Linked DNA regions of Pan troglodytes: region 2 is linked to region 1. A link is a contact called in public HiChIP or PLAC-seq data. All regions are on one chromosome and are shown on one strand. Each heading gives the region's core, a stretch centred on a gene start, on an enhancer-like site or on the middle of the called end of the contact. The rest is flanking DNA. Distances are from core to core; before and after follow the strand shown. Region 1 holds the start of CHRNA2 (cholinergic receptor nicotinic alpha 2 subunit). Region 2 holds the start of CCDC25 (coiled-coil domain containing 25).

Evidence for each region. HiChIP or PLAC-seq counts read pairs in DNA pulled down with a chosen protein or histone mark.
Region 2: a contact with region 1 is called in an H3K4me3 HiChIP or PLAC-seq map of stem cell-derived excitatory neurons, with 4 times the contacts expected there. The contact joins the promoter of CCDC25 here to the promoter of CHRNA2 in region 1. A contact is called at or near these places in 2 of 7 Hi-C or Micro-C datasets (induced pluripotent stem cells and stem cell-derived neural progenitor cells) and 1 of 1 datasets of contacts at active chromatin or transcription factors (stem cell-derived excitatory neurons).

What each region holds. Positions count from the first base shown.
Region 1 is chr7:35,810,424-35,817,750 of NHGRI_mPanTro3-v2.0_pri, forward strand. It overlaps CHRNA2 (cholinergic receptor nicotinic alpha 2 subunit), which reads right to left and starts at 6,048. Exons shown (of 6, transcript NM_001033935.1): 1 at 5,976-6,048; 2 at 4,746-4,966; 3 at 4,336-4,380; 4 at 2,232-2,341. The coding sequence starts at 6,048.
Region 2 is chr7:36,118,303-36,124,937 of NHGRI_mPanTro3-v2.0_pri, forward strand. CCDC25 (coiled-coil domain containing 25) reads right to left here and starts at 5,190. Exons shown (of 8, transcript XM_063816969.1): 1 at 5,052-5,190. ESCO2 (establishment of sister chromatid cohesion N-acetyltransferase 2) reads left to right here and starts at 5,242. Exons shown (of 14, transcript XR_010159463.1): 1 at 5,242-6,635. It overlaps LOC112204240 (U6 spliceosomal RNA), which reads left to right and starts at 6,193; the gene lies at 6,193-6,294.

The DNA of each region.
Region 1 (7,327 bases), core at 4,798-7,297:
GTGAGCAGGGTCATCGATAAGCCTGCCGTTTGCAAAAGGCCTTGACTGATGGTAGGATTTGGCTGAGAAATGGGCAGAGAGCCTTCCAGTAGAGGGTCACACAGGGACAGAGAGTGTGAATCAGGGGTATCATGGGACTAGGCATCAAGGACCCACAAGGAGTCTGGGGACACTGGAATAGTGGTGACCAGTCAGATAGCACTTCCTGGAAGCCTCAGCCCCTGATTCCACCAGGAGTTGGCTCGGTGGGCTCCTGCTCTAGTCTTTAACCATCCTCCCTCCCCTTCTAATTCCCACAGTCAATCCTAAAATCCAGGAAATCAGAAGAGTACTTGGGAACAGGGGCTTTTTTCCCCCATGGAGTAGTTCCATGGTAGAGATATGGGCAGGCTGGAAATGGGAACTTTGAAAGGGAGTAACAAACACATTGAGACAAAAGTTAAAAAAAAATTTTTTTTTGAGGCGGAATCTCACTCTGTTATCAGGCTGGAGTGCAGGGGTGTGATCTTGGCTCACTACAACCTCTGCCTCCCAGGTTCAAGCAATTCTGCCTCAGCCTCCCAAGTAGCTGGGACTACAGGTGCACACCACCACGACCGGCTAATTATTGTATTTTAGTAGAGACGGGGTTTCACCATGTTGGCCAGGACGGTCTCAATCTCTTGACCGCGTGATCCGCCGGCCTCGGCCTCCCAAAGTACTGGGATTACAGGTGTGAGCCACCACGCCCAGGCAAAAACAAAAATTTTTTAAGCATTTTGTTTAATCACAAACAATGACCACTAGATGGCAACATGTGCTCACTTAGGGGAAGGAACCTTGCAAACTCTAAGATGCCTTCCTCTTAACCTTGAGTGGGGTATCTGGGTGGAGGGGATCCTTCTCTAAATGTCAGCAAGACTTCGGCTTGGAATTTTGTCCCCCACCAAAATTTCTTGTAATAAATCAGGTAACACCAGCTGAAGTCTTATTGGATAATTGTCAAGCTCGAAGTCATATTTGATGTAGGACTTTGCTCCTGACCTCTGCCACATGTACAGGAAGCGGAAACTAGAAGGACCCTGGGTGCCAGCTATGGGGCACAGAAATACGACAGGGTGGGGAGTTCATGAGTCCTGCAGCAGCTGCAAACACTAGGCACCTGCTGTGTGAGAGCTGCCAGTGTAAGAACCCAGGATGAACATGTGTTCACCAAAATGGCTTAGGTGAAAGGGTTTAGTTCTGACCAGAACTGGACAGTGTAAAAAAAAAATCTGACCCAACTGAAGACACAAAATCCAGAAATGGGTTGTTTTTCCTTTTATTTCATTCTTTAAAAATAGCATTTCCAAAGTAGGATCAAATGAATCGGGAAATGCTGGGCTAGGTGGGTGTCTTTGCTGCAGAACTTCTAATAACATTTTTTTAAATGCTATTGTGCTCTGCCATTTTCCAAAGGACTTGGGTGGGGATGGGGGTGGGTGTTATGACATACAATGTTATCCAAAATTACTTGACCACAGAACCCTTTTTCTACCTATTTATAACTCAAAGAAGCCATGCTCCTTACAGCCCCACCTTAGAAAACCTTTTTAGATGAACATAACACCAAATATCTTTTCATTTTAACTTCTTTACTTCTAAGGGAAGAATTGCCTGATACCAAACAGAAATGAAATTATAGATGTCTATTTATTCCATCAAAATATCTTTTATTGATTTATTTTTGTCCACTGGGGCTCTCTTTAGACTCCTCTGCCTTCTATTAACTTCTTGTCATTGTGGTCAAAGATTACTCCTTTTTAGTCTTGAAGACAACTACAAAACAACATGATTGGGAAAAAGGAAACTGCATACCAAGTGAGCACATGCCCTTTGAAGGTGCTGGCCCGATGCTGCCTGCCTGTCTGAACAACACTGCCACCCCTCACAACTCCAACCCCAAGGTATTGTTTTTTGAGCCTGCACCAAATTTTTCAAAGAATACTCAGTATGGACAAATCTCTGTCCCTCTAGCACAGTGCCAGGCACTGATACCTAAAAGGTGCTCAGCTGCCATTCATTTTGGTGTAGAGTGAGAACAAAAGGAAAGAAATGAAGGAATAAAGAGAGAGGTAGGGGAGACATGCTCAGCACAGCAGTCGAGAAGGAGGCGAGGAAGCTGACACCAGGGGTGCCCCTCCCAAGGCCATGGACCCGGCCCCTGCAAGTTGGCCTCCCCTCATCCCCCCAGGATCCCAATGGCTTCCTACTTGTTGTAGAGAACAATGTCAGGGATCCAGATCATCTCAGAAGGGACCCTGAGAGATGTGATGTTGCCAAAATCAGCGGGGTTCCAGCGCAGTTTGTAGTCGCTCCACTCCTGTGTGTGGGGAAGGAGTTGTGTCAACCTTGCTTCCAGGGAGCAGCCTAGGGCAAAGCTAGCACACCCCGGGGATGCCCAGAATTGGGCCAAGCAGCCCCCTTGGAGCAGCCAGGGCTCCCCACCCAGCCCAGAATAGTGGAGGGAGCTGCGGTGCTGGGAACGGGCTCTGAGCAAGTAACCAACCTTCTCGCTTTGCCTGGACTTTAGTAGTCAAGGTCCCGGGCACATGAAGTTCACCCTTGTCCTGCCTCTAGTCCTCGTTCTGCCAATCCCTGGCTGGACGACCTTGGTGGGCCACCTCACTCATCTCTAGTGAAATCTCTCATTTTTAGTGCATCACAGTTTATGGTTTGTTTTATGCTCTCCATCTAGGAAAAGCCTCCATGGGAGAGCCAAGCGGGGAATGCAGAACAGGTGAAAGTATCTCCCCATTTAGCAGATGAGCAAACTGAGGACCCAGAGACAGGAAAATCAACCAGCCAGAGGCATACAGTGAGGCAGGGGTGTTACCCGGGGACCTTCAAACTGCACTCTCAAGTGCCCCACAGGAGTCCCACCAGAGACGGGATGTCTGGCCCCCACCCCTGCCTCCACCGACGCAGGTCCAAATCAGTCCCCCTGCCTCCATCAGGTTCGTATTATCTCCGTAGTCCATCTGTCAAGTTTTCAGGTCCAACCAACATTTTGAGGCACCCACACCAAATTGGGGTACATTAATCCTCCCAGGCATGTGGCAGTAGGTTGTGTTATCCTCATTTTGCAGATGAGGAAACTGAGGCTCTGAGAGGTTACGTAGCTCATCCAGTATCACAAGCTAATCAGAGGCATTGCTGACTGGCCTCAAACTCCAGTACTCCTTCCTTGCCCTGCCACCCCAACCCTGAAGCCCAGGTGACCCGCCCATGGGGACAACTGTGGCAGCCCAGGTTCTAGGCCTGCCTCCCTGCACACATACACCGCATGACTGGGTAGCTTCCAAGTTCCTGCTTCCCTCTGGCCCTCAGCTGTCACATCTGTAAAGATGAGATGAGTGACCCCCTAATAGCTCCTGGGTTACAGCATCAGAGGGAGGGAAGCCTCCGACCTAAGCGGGATCTGTGTGCCCTTTCCTGAGTCTAACTGGGCTCTATGACTGTCTTGACCAGTAGTATACAACAAGATCAATGCTGGCCCAGTTTCTTTTACTCCCTGTCTCTTGGGACTGTCACTCTGGAATCCCTGAACCACCAGGCAGGATGTCTGACTCCCCTGCTGGAGAGACTCTGAGGGTGCCTGAAGGGGGCGAAGGGCCCATCTGAGTCCAGCCTTCCAGAACCTTCCAGCACCTTCCAGAGCCTTCCAGACATCCCTGCTAAGGGACAGATGTGTGAATTAAGCTGTCTCAGACCCTCCAGACCAGATGAACCCTCACTCAAATATCACAAAGTAACCCTAGTGGTCACCATGTGAAGCAGAAGAAACCACCCAAACTCCTGGCCATAAAGCCATGAGATACAGTGAGCTGGGAGCTGCTGTGAGCCTCTAAGTTTGGGGGTATTTGGGTGGCAGTATAGGTATTAAGCACTCAGCGTTCTCCCATAGAAGGAGCCTGGGACTCGGAGTCAGGCACAGCTGGGCCCCCTTTTCCAGCCCAGCTTCTCTCTGCTTCGTGATCTCCTGAGCTGTAAAATGGGCAGAATGAACCCCCCGTGGGGCTTTGGGGAGGATTCCGAAGTAGCAGGGATGAACAGACGCCTGTTCCCAGGAAAGCACCACTTGGCTTTCTAGTGCCTGAGGCTATGTTCTCAGGCACTAGACTCCAGTCTAGCCACCAAGAGCACAGGCCCTGTGGAAAAAGTCAGCTTTGGGAACATCCCATGTGGCATCTGCTTGGTAAACTAAGTTCAGGGTCTTGCTGTTCCTTGGTCTTTCACTAGCAAAGAAGTCCTGGAGGGGTCTGGGGTCCATGGATTCCCGGTACCCGCCGCCTGGACTGGAGGAGGGGCCCTCACCTGTTTTAGCCAGACGTTGGTGGTCATCATTTGGTTCTTCTCATCCTGGCCCAGAGAGAGACAGAGGAGCAATTAAAGGGGTGGGCCCAGCCCCAGAAGACAGGGTGGAGTGGGATGGGCTGTTTTCAGACCCTCTGATAGGACACCCCAAGCCCAGCCCGCCCACCACCCACTCTGAAACCTGCCACCCTTACTCAGATTCTCCAGGGTCACACAGGCACTGCTGCCAATCAATGCCCTCCTAGGAGGGAGCTCCAGAGCTGGGAGAGGGGAGAGTGTAGCCGCCCTGGGAAGAGCCATCCCCACCCCCACCCCAAGTCACTGCTGTGGGTAGAGGAAGGAGCAGGGGGAAAGCGGTGAGTGGTCTGGGATCTCCTTCCTCGGGGCCAGCGGTGGGAAGACAGGCGCACCACATCGATGAGCTGAGCGATGGACAGTCCGAAGCGCACAATCACCACGTCTGAAGTGTTGGGCACCGGGCGCGCCCAGCGGTTGTAGCCCCGGAAGAGGTGTTTGAAGAGCCGGTCCTCAGTCTCGGTATGCGAGCCTCCCTGCGGCAATGCCGTGGGGCTGGGAGAGGAGAGTGGGTCTCCAGGAGCCCTGGGAGGTGGGCGCTTAGCTTCCTCTCCACCTGCCATCAAATCAGAGCCACTCAGCCTCACTGAGCCTCAGTTTGCTCATCTGTAAAATGGAGATGCTTATCCAGAACCTATCTCTACACATTGTTGAAGATGGCAGATGATAATGTCTATCAGAGCTGAGCACAGCATGAGCAGGCTGCGGGGTCGGAGCTCAGGAAAGGTCAGCTGTTTGTTTTGTGATGTTAGAGAAGAAAAGAGTGAGAACTAGTGCTGCAGGTGGCGAGGGGCAGGGGCAGAGGCAGGGAAGTGGGGAAACTTGAATCTAGAGACAAGATTCAGCCCCATATGGAGGAGTGCCAGGGGGACAGGGAAGTGGAAGAGACGCCTGGTCTACGTGGGGGGCTGCAGGGAGAAGGGCTCTGGCATTGCAGTGAGCCTGGCCAGGGTAAGCAGTCTCCCGTTCCCACCCACTTATCCGATGAACCATTAATGCTAACAGGGAAATGGACCACTTTGAGAAGCTCCCCAATTTTTTCTTAAACCATGGGCATTTGCCACTTCCTATCAGATAAACAAAGCTTTTCAAAATGTTTCTATGGCATCGCTCATGTCAGTTTTCACTGTGTTCAGCAAACAGCTTCACCCCTTCAGGGCTCTGCTGTCCGAGCAAGTCGAGAACTACAGCTCCAAATCCCAGAAAAACGTGTCAGCACCATCTGGGACAGAAAGCGCTGTGTCCCGAGTGCCTCCTGTATCCCGGATTCTGGTCACAAACTTTCGTTTAATCCTCACAATAGGCCTGGGAGGTACACAACACTATTTGCGTTTTGCAGCTGAGGACATTGAAGCTTGGGGACATTTAAGGTGACACAGATGCTAACGTCAGAGCTGTGACTGCCCCTCCACCTCTCCCAGTGGAAACAGCCACCCGGCTGATAGCCTCTGAAGTCCCCTGCAGCTTTGACGGTTGCAACACACCCACCTGCAGACTCCTTCCTACAGTTTGTGAGCCCACAGGCATGAGATGAAGTCTTACAATGACAGGTGACAAACACTCACCTGCTGGGGTCAGAAGGAGCCACCACAGGCTGAGCTTTGTGAAGGACAGGAACACAGGACAGGAGGGGCCCATGGCTTCTCCTGAGCATCAAGAGGTCAGGTCAGGGCTTTGCTGTGGGTTGCACCATGGACCATGTCCCCAGCAGAGCTGCTGCTGGATTCTGCGAGGCTTCCTCTCACCACCGAATCTGAGCAAGCCCAAGAAAGGGCTCTTAGGGTCATGCATCCTTGACATAGGCATATTTCTGTTTCTCGTGCTCCACACAGGCATGAAATGAGAGCAAAAGGCCCTCAGCAGGCCTCTCAGCAGTTAAGTGCTCCTGGGCTCTCCCTGGCTTATTGAGGAATCGGCCTCTTCCTCTTTCTCCAGAGTCAGCCAGCGACTTTGCCCTGAGACCAGCCCTGACCTACTGGGCAAAGGAGGGCACAGGATGGGACTGAGGTCCCCATTGCTTTGCCTCAGTGGTCATCTATAAAATGGGGATAATCATACTGCAAAGAGTGGTCAATAAAAGAATCAGGGTACTATTCACAAGATCCAAAGAGTGGAAACAGCCTTTTGTCCAAACAAATGTCCATCAGCTGATGAATGGATGGACAAAGGGCAGTAAATCCTTACAACGGAACATGATGCCACCATAAAAAGGACTGAGGTGCTGACACTTGCTACAGCATGGAGGAACCTAGAAAGCATTGTGCAAAGTACCAGAAGCCAGTGGCAAAAAGCCACATACTGAAGGTGATATTGTAAAAAATATATTTGGTCTTCAATCCTATTTCCTGGAATACAACTCCTAAGATACTGGGAATCTCCAAAATGATATCTTTTTGCATGACTGGTGGCTGGCAGCCCCTAGGCAGCTGCAGGATGGGGCTGGTCACAGGAAGACAAAGACAGGCTTTAAAGGGTTGGGACTTTCAGCCCCACCCCTCAAACCTCCAGGGACAGGAGAGGAGATAAAGGTTAAGTTGATCGCCAATGGCCACTGGATTAATCAATCATGCTGCATAATGAGGCCTCCATAAAACCCTGAAAGGACAGGTTTTGAAGAGCTTCTAAATAGCAGAACGTTGGAGGTTCCTGAGGGGTGATGAGCCCAGCGAGGGCATGGAAGCTCCGTGCCCCTTCCCAAACCTTGCCGTATGCATCTCATCACCTGTATCTTACACTATCTCTTATAAGCTAGTAAACCAGTGTTTCCCTGAATTCTGTGAGCCACTCTAGCAAGTTAGTTGAACCCAGGGAGGGGGTCATGGGAACCCCAATTTATAGCCAGTGGGTTAGAAGCACAGGTAAAACAACCTAGGACTTGTGATCGGCATTGACATTGGGGGGCAGTGTTGGGGACTGA
Region 2 (6,635 bases), core at 3,940-6,439, 310 kb after region 1:
CTCCGTCTCAAAAAAAAAAAAAAAAAAAAGAAAATGGCCATAACAAACCTAAAGTGAGGGGCATTCTACAAAATAATTCAACTAACAATGCCATGAAAGACAAAGACTGAGCAATTGCTCACGATTAGAGGAGGCTACAGAATAATGACACCTGAAGAATGCAACAATGATTTCTAAGGTATTTTTTGTTACAAATACATCATTAAGACACTAATGGGAACTGAATAAAGCCTGTCAATTAGATAATCGCATTGCTGCAATGTTAATTTCCTAATTTTGATAATGAAAAACGTCTTTTGAGAAGAGAATGCCCTTGATTTTAGAAAATAAATCTGAAGCATTCAGGGGTTAACTGCAACTTACAAACATTTCAGGAAAAAGGTGTGTCCAAGAGAAAAAAATAGAGAAAAAGAGAAACAGAAAAAGAAAGACAAGGCATGTGGTAAAATGTCATAATTTGTAGTCACAGTGGCTCACGTCTGTAATCCCACCACTTTGGGAGGCTGAGGCAGGCGGATTACTTGGGCCCAGGAGCTCGGGACCATCCTGGGCAATATGAGGAAACCCTGTCTCTATAAAAAAAATTTTTTTAAATTAGCTGGGTGTGGTGGCTCAAGTGGGAGGATCACTTGAGCCCAAGAAGTTGAGGCTGCAATGATCTGTGACTGCACCACTACACTTGCCACTACACTTCAGCCTGGGTGACAGAGCAAGACTGTCTCAAAAAAAATTGGGGGACTCTGGGAGAATATACAGGAAATCTTTTATTATACTTGCAACTTCTCTGAAAGACTGAAATTATGTCATAATAGAAAATTAGTCTGGGCACAGTGGCTCATGCATGTAATCCCAACACTTTGGGAGGCTGAAGCGGGAGGATCACTTGAGGCCAGGAGTTCAAGACCAGCCTGGCCAATATGGCGAAACCCTGTCTCCACTAAAAATTCAAAAATTAGTCAGCCGTAGTAGCACATGCCTGTAATCCCAGCTACTCAGGAGGTTGAGGCAAGAGAATTGCTTGAACCTAGGAGGCAGAAGTTGCAGTGAGTCGAGATCATGCCACTGCACTCCAGCCTGGGCGACAGAGCAAGACTCCATCTCAAAAAAAAAAAAAAGAAAGAAAAGAAGATGAAAAATAAAAAGGAACATCATTGCTGCACAACAAGTCTGAATTAAGTTCCTTTCCATGTTAAGAAGGAAAAGTAAACTGAATTATTCTAGTTCATTTGTTATTCTCATCTAAATAATATGGTTGATTAGTACTGGAACCGGTTATTTGGAAGACACTTGACTTACGGGTAGCAACCAACCCAACTTCAGAGGTGATCTGATTATTTCACAATTTATAGAACAATCTACTTTTAGGTAGATGACATTAACAGGTATTAAAAGTACAAGTGGACTTTGAGCCAAGTATCTATAATCAGATGGTCTTAAATGTGACACTGGATGTATTAGACTAATGTTCAATTATTCCCTTATGAGACAGCATGAAAGAATGAAAATGGAACACATTTTAGTCAGATATTAATCTTAAAATGTAAAAGAACAACTTCCTATGAAGATTTTCTTCCCATTTTAAAAAAGTTTTTACGCAGTAAAAACCATCAGTTAGTTAAAAACTTGGCAAGCCATACAAATTCATTTCCTGAAGATTCTATATATTTGTTGTTTCTATACTGCCAATATGTAAAGTCTCATTACTATTTTACTGAGAAAGTTATGATTTTTCCATTAACTTTGCAGTTTTAAAAGATCAGCTGCACAAGTGCACTTTTATTAGGCTCAGAGGCCAAATATTTTTCTAACAGGAAACAGTTCTGACATTATAATGGAAGTCAATGAAAAAAAACAGGACCCACAAATCTAGTGAAGCATTTTGCTCTATTAAGGGCAGATGTGTATGTGTGACTAACACTTAAAGAATTTAGAGTAACTTTATGGGGAATAGAACAGCATAAAATACATTCAGTACCTATACACCCTGCCTGTATATTTGTTTTTCCATTGTTGGGTTTATATGGATATCTATGTTGTTGAAGATTCACGACTGGAGAAGTTATAAAGAGATGCCTGAGTTGCCAAGGACGAAAATGCTTAGAGGCCTATAAGGGTATATGATTTTTCAGGCTGGTTTTGAATTTTGTTTCTAGTAATTTTAATAATATGGGTAAAACAACCACATGTACAGAGACAGAGAAATAGCTCATGGCACACACTGTGGAAGGCTAAACTACTGAGAAAAATAAGGAGATGTCAGTGTGATGAAGGTGGAAGAGTAGGGTCTGTGAGTTACAACTTCCCTGAGCCTCAATCTTACTTCTAAAGAGAAAGTATTGCCTTATTCAAACCCACACAAACAATGTGGAACTAGTTTCACTTAAATCTTACCTTTTGGCTGAGCGTGGTGATTCACGCCTTTAATCCTAGCACTTTGGAAGGCTGAGGCGGGTGGATCACTTGAGGTAAGGAGTTCGAGACTAGCCTGGCCAACATGGTGAAACCCCGTTTCTACTAACAAAATACAAAAATTAGCCGGGCATGGTGGTGTGTGCCTGTAATCCCAGCTACTTGGGAGACTGAGGCAGTAGAATTGCTTGAACCCAGGAGGTAGAGGTTGCAGTGAACTGAGATCACACCACTGTACTCTAGCCCGAGTGACAGAGGGAGACTCCATCTCAAAAAAACAAAAAACAAAACAAAACAAAAACTCACCTTTTGTAATTCCAGCACTTTGGGAGGTTAAGGTGGGCAGATCACTTGAGCTCAGGAGTTCAAGACCAGCCTGAGCAACATGATGAAACCCCATCTTTACTAAAAATACAAAAATCAGCCAGGCATGTTGGCTGGTCCCTGTAATCCTAGCTGTACCAGAATCGCTTGAACCCAAGAGATGGAGGTTGCAGTAAGCTGAGATCGTGCCACTGCACTCTAGCCTGGGTGACAAAGCAAGACTCCGTCTCAAAAATAAATAAAATAAATCTCACCTTTAGACCGGGCGCAGTGGCTCATGTTGGTAATCCCAGCACTTTGGGAGGCCGAGGCGGGCAGATCACCTGAGGTCGGGAGTTCAAGACCAGCCTGACCAACATGGAGAAACCCCGTCTCTACTAAAAAAATACAAAATTAGCCAGGCTTGGTGGCGCATTCCTGTAATCCCAGCTACACAGGAGGCTGAGGCAGCAGAATCGCTTGAACCCGGGAGGCAGAGGTTGCAGTGAGCCGAGATCGTGCCATTGCACTCCAGCCTGGGCAACAAGAGCAAAACTCCGTCTCCAAAAAAAAAAAAAAAAACAAAAACAAAAACAAAAAACTCACCTTTAACAAGCATATAGAGTAGCAATAGAATAGAAAGTGCTATAAGTAAGTAAAAAAATGGCATTCATTTATTCAACAAGCATTTATTGAGAACTACTAGCCAGTCACTACGTTAGGGAAACAAGTACAGTAGTCCCCCCTTATCTGTGGGGGATGTCTTCCAAGATCTCCAGTAGATGCCTGAAACCGAGGACAACACTGAATTCCATATATAAAGGGACTTGCCACATAATGATGCTTTGGTCAGCAACAAACCACACATACTATGGTGGTCCCATAACATTATAACGAAGCTGAAAAATTCTGATCACTATTGCCTGATGACCTGGTAGCCATCATAACAGTGTGGTGCAACTCACTTTTTCTACGTTGAGACCCGTTTAAATACACAAACACCATTGCGTTACCATTGCCTACAGCCATTCAGTACAGCAACGTGCTGTACAAGTTTGTACCCTAGGAGCAACGGTATACTGTACAGCCTACATTTGTGGTAGGCTACACCACAGGTTTAAGTATACTCTACCGTGTTGCTACAACAACGAAACCGCCTAATGGAGCATTTCTCAGAATGTATTCTTGTCATTAAGGGACGCATGGCTACTGGTATTCCCTATACATGTATACCTATGATAAAGTTAATGTATCAATTCGGTGGAGTAAGAGATTATCGACAACAACTAATAATAAAATAGGACGATTATAACAACGTACTGTAATAAAAGTTAGGTGACTCTGCTCTCTCTCTCCCTCTCAAAATCTTATTGTACTGTACTCACTCCTTTTCTTCTTGTGATGTGACCACGGAAAGCGAAATACAGGACAAGTAGGGACTACTGTAAAGAGATCCTGTCCACGCCCTCAAGGGACTTACACTCTAGCTCAAGCAGACACCATTTAATACCATTTGATAAGTGCAATGCCAAAGGCATACTTGGAACGTTAAGTGGGTCCCAGGAAAGGAATAGCTAAGCAATCTTGGGGTAGGAGCTAGCATCAGGAAAGGCATCTTGGAAAAGATGGGCCAAAACTGTCTTAAGGGAATTAGCTGGGGCTTGATTTTAGGAAAGGGGAATAACAGGAACAGAACGAAACCAAGTCGGGACACGGCATTTCCTGGGAACGAAGGGCACCCTTTCCTTATCTGTCAAAGATAAGTCAGAAGTATTACCATAGGTCACTTCTGAGATCTGGGACATCAACTGCCAGGGGAGTGGCTGGGTGGACATTCCAGGGTCTTTTTATTGTTTTCTGTTGCATCCCAGACCCTACAACCCCTTCCTGAAAGGTTAAGTCGCACTTCCCTTAAGAAAAAGTTGTTAGCAGGTGTCTCCTTTCTCACAGGGGATAATTACCAGGGTGCAGCCAGAACAAAGGCCGCAGATGGAAGGTGGGAAGAAGACTTGGGATAAGGTGTGTGGAGGAGCCCACAGGCTCTGCCCAATCCCAGGGAGTGACGGGACGTCTTTCCGATTGGGGGACGAGAACTCCCCGATACAAATATAGCAGTGGCATCGCCCCTCCGCGCCCCCCACGCCATGACGAGGGGACGCGGGGGGAAATCCTGCAGCCGTGGGAGGGACGGATGTGCTGGGGGACCGAGAGGCCGCGGGAAGAGGCACTCGCATCCAGGAGGCATTTTAGAGCGAGGGTCAGGCGCAGCGGCGGACTGCGGGTCCCGGCTTCGGAGCCCGCTGTCCAGCAGGGTCTAGGAGGACGTGGCGCCCACTCACCGCTGCTGCTGGTGAAGTAGAACACCATGATCCTGGGAGCGGTGCGGTGACTCCACCGCGGAGCAGCAGCGCTCAACTCACGAAGCTCCGGATAGCCGACTCGCGGCGGCCGCCTGGCCCCCGGAACTCCTCCGTGCACTTCCGGCGGACGTCGGGGCGCGTCATAGCGCCGGCCGTGGGCGCCATTTTTAATCCTGGCGAGGCGAAGGGTACTGGCAAGGAGTTTGGTTCAATGATTTGTGGGTTAAGGGAAAGAGGCTGGGCATCTTGGGCACATTAGTTAACCTGTCTGTGCTTCACTTTCCTCAGCAGCGAAATGAAGATGATACTAGAGCAGCTAACTCACGGGATATTTTTTAGGGTTAAATGAGTTAATGGGCGCCAAGAGTTTAGAACATAGCACACAAACGAGTTGTTTCTGATACTCACCAGGACAATATGTCTCTTGGGGATTGGACTTTGTTCTGGCTTAAATCGAAGGCCTGCCATCCCAAACCTCTGAACCTCAGAGGTCCTCCTGCTATAAAGTAGGAATAATCATATTCATGTAAAGCTCCTACAGCACTTGGCTTTGCCCTGATTATTTCTCTTGAGAAAGCACTTTTATCTGAGGAATGTGAGTCCCTTTAAATTACTAGGTCTGGAGAGGCATTAAAATGAGACCCCATCATGTTCTACCACCCCCTTGAGCTATGTATTCATCTACTGAAACTACCTGCTTCTGCCACAAGTAGCTACCTACTAACCTAACACTGCCACACAAGACACTATGACCCACACCCTATAGTTTAACAATGTCTAGCCAATCACTGATGCTTGTAGTTTCTATACATCAATGAGAATGCTTGACAGTTGTGTATCAGCCCACTTCCTGCCCCCCTTCTTCGTCTTTAAAAACCTGCTTGTAGCAAAGGCCAGACAGAGCTCATATCCAAGCCTGCTGGTGGAGGGCGGTGGGGGGAGGGGGGTTGGAATCTTCTGGGCAGCTGTCCCCGCTTTAACTCAAGCAAACTCTACCTTTTTTTTGCCTCAGTGACATTTTTTTTGCCTCAGCCTTTTCCTTTTAAACTGACACCCTTACATCACTGTCACTGACTTCATTCTATGAAATTGAGGGCGTCACTTAACGAAATTTATTTACGTGCTTGCTTTGACAGCATGTATACTAAAATTGGAATGATACAGAGAACTTTAACATGGCCCCTGCTCAAGGATGACATACAAATTTGTGAAAATTAAATTTGAAAAAATAAACATAAAACTCTAAACTTATTTGAAACTAAAAATGTGCCAGAAACACTGTACCAGGAGCTGGTGACACAAAGATAGCAACAATAGCTAACAATAACCGTTTTAGGAACTTTCTGGTTTTCCAAAGTAAGAATTTAGCTCTGTTCTGTAAATAGCAATTGTTTTGGGTTCTCCGTTGTATTATTTGTAAAATGGGAATGGCAATAGATATTAATACCTTACAGATTGTGGTGAGAAGTAAATGAAACAAAACATGTAAAGCATCTAAGAATGCCTGGCACATAGCAGGTGTTAAGTTTTATATTTTAATTTGAAAAATAAAATAAATAGAAA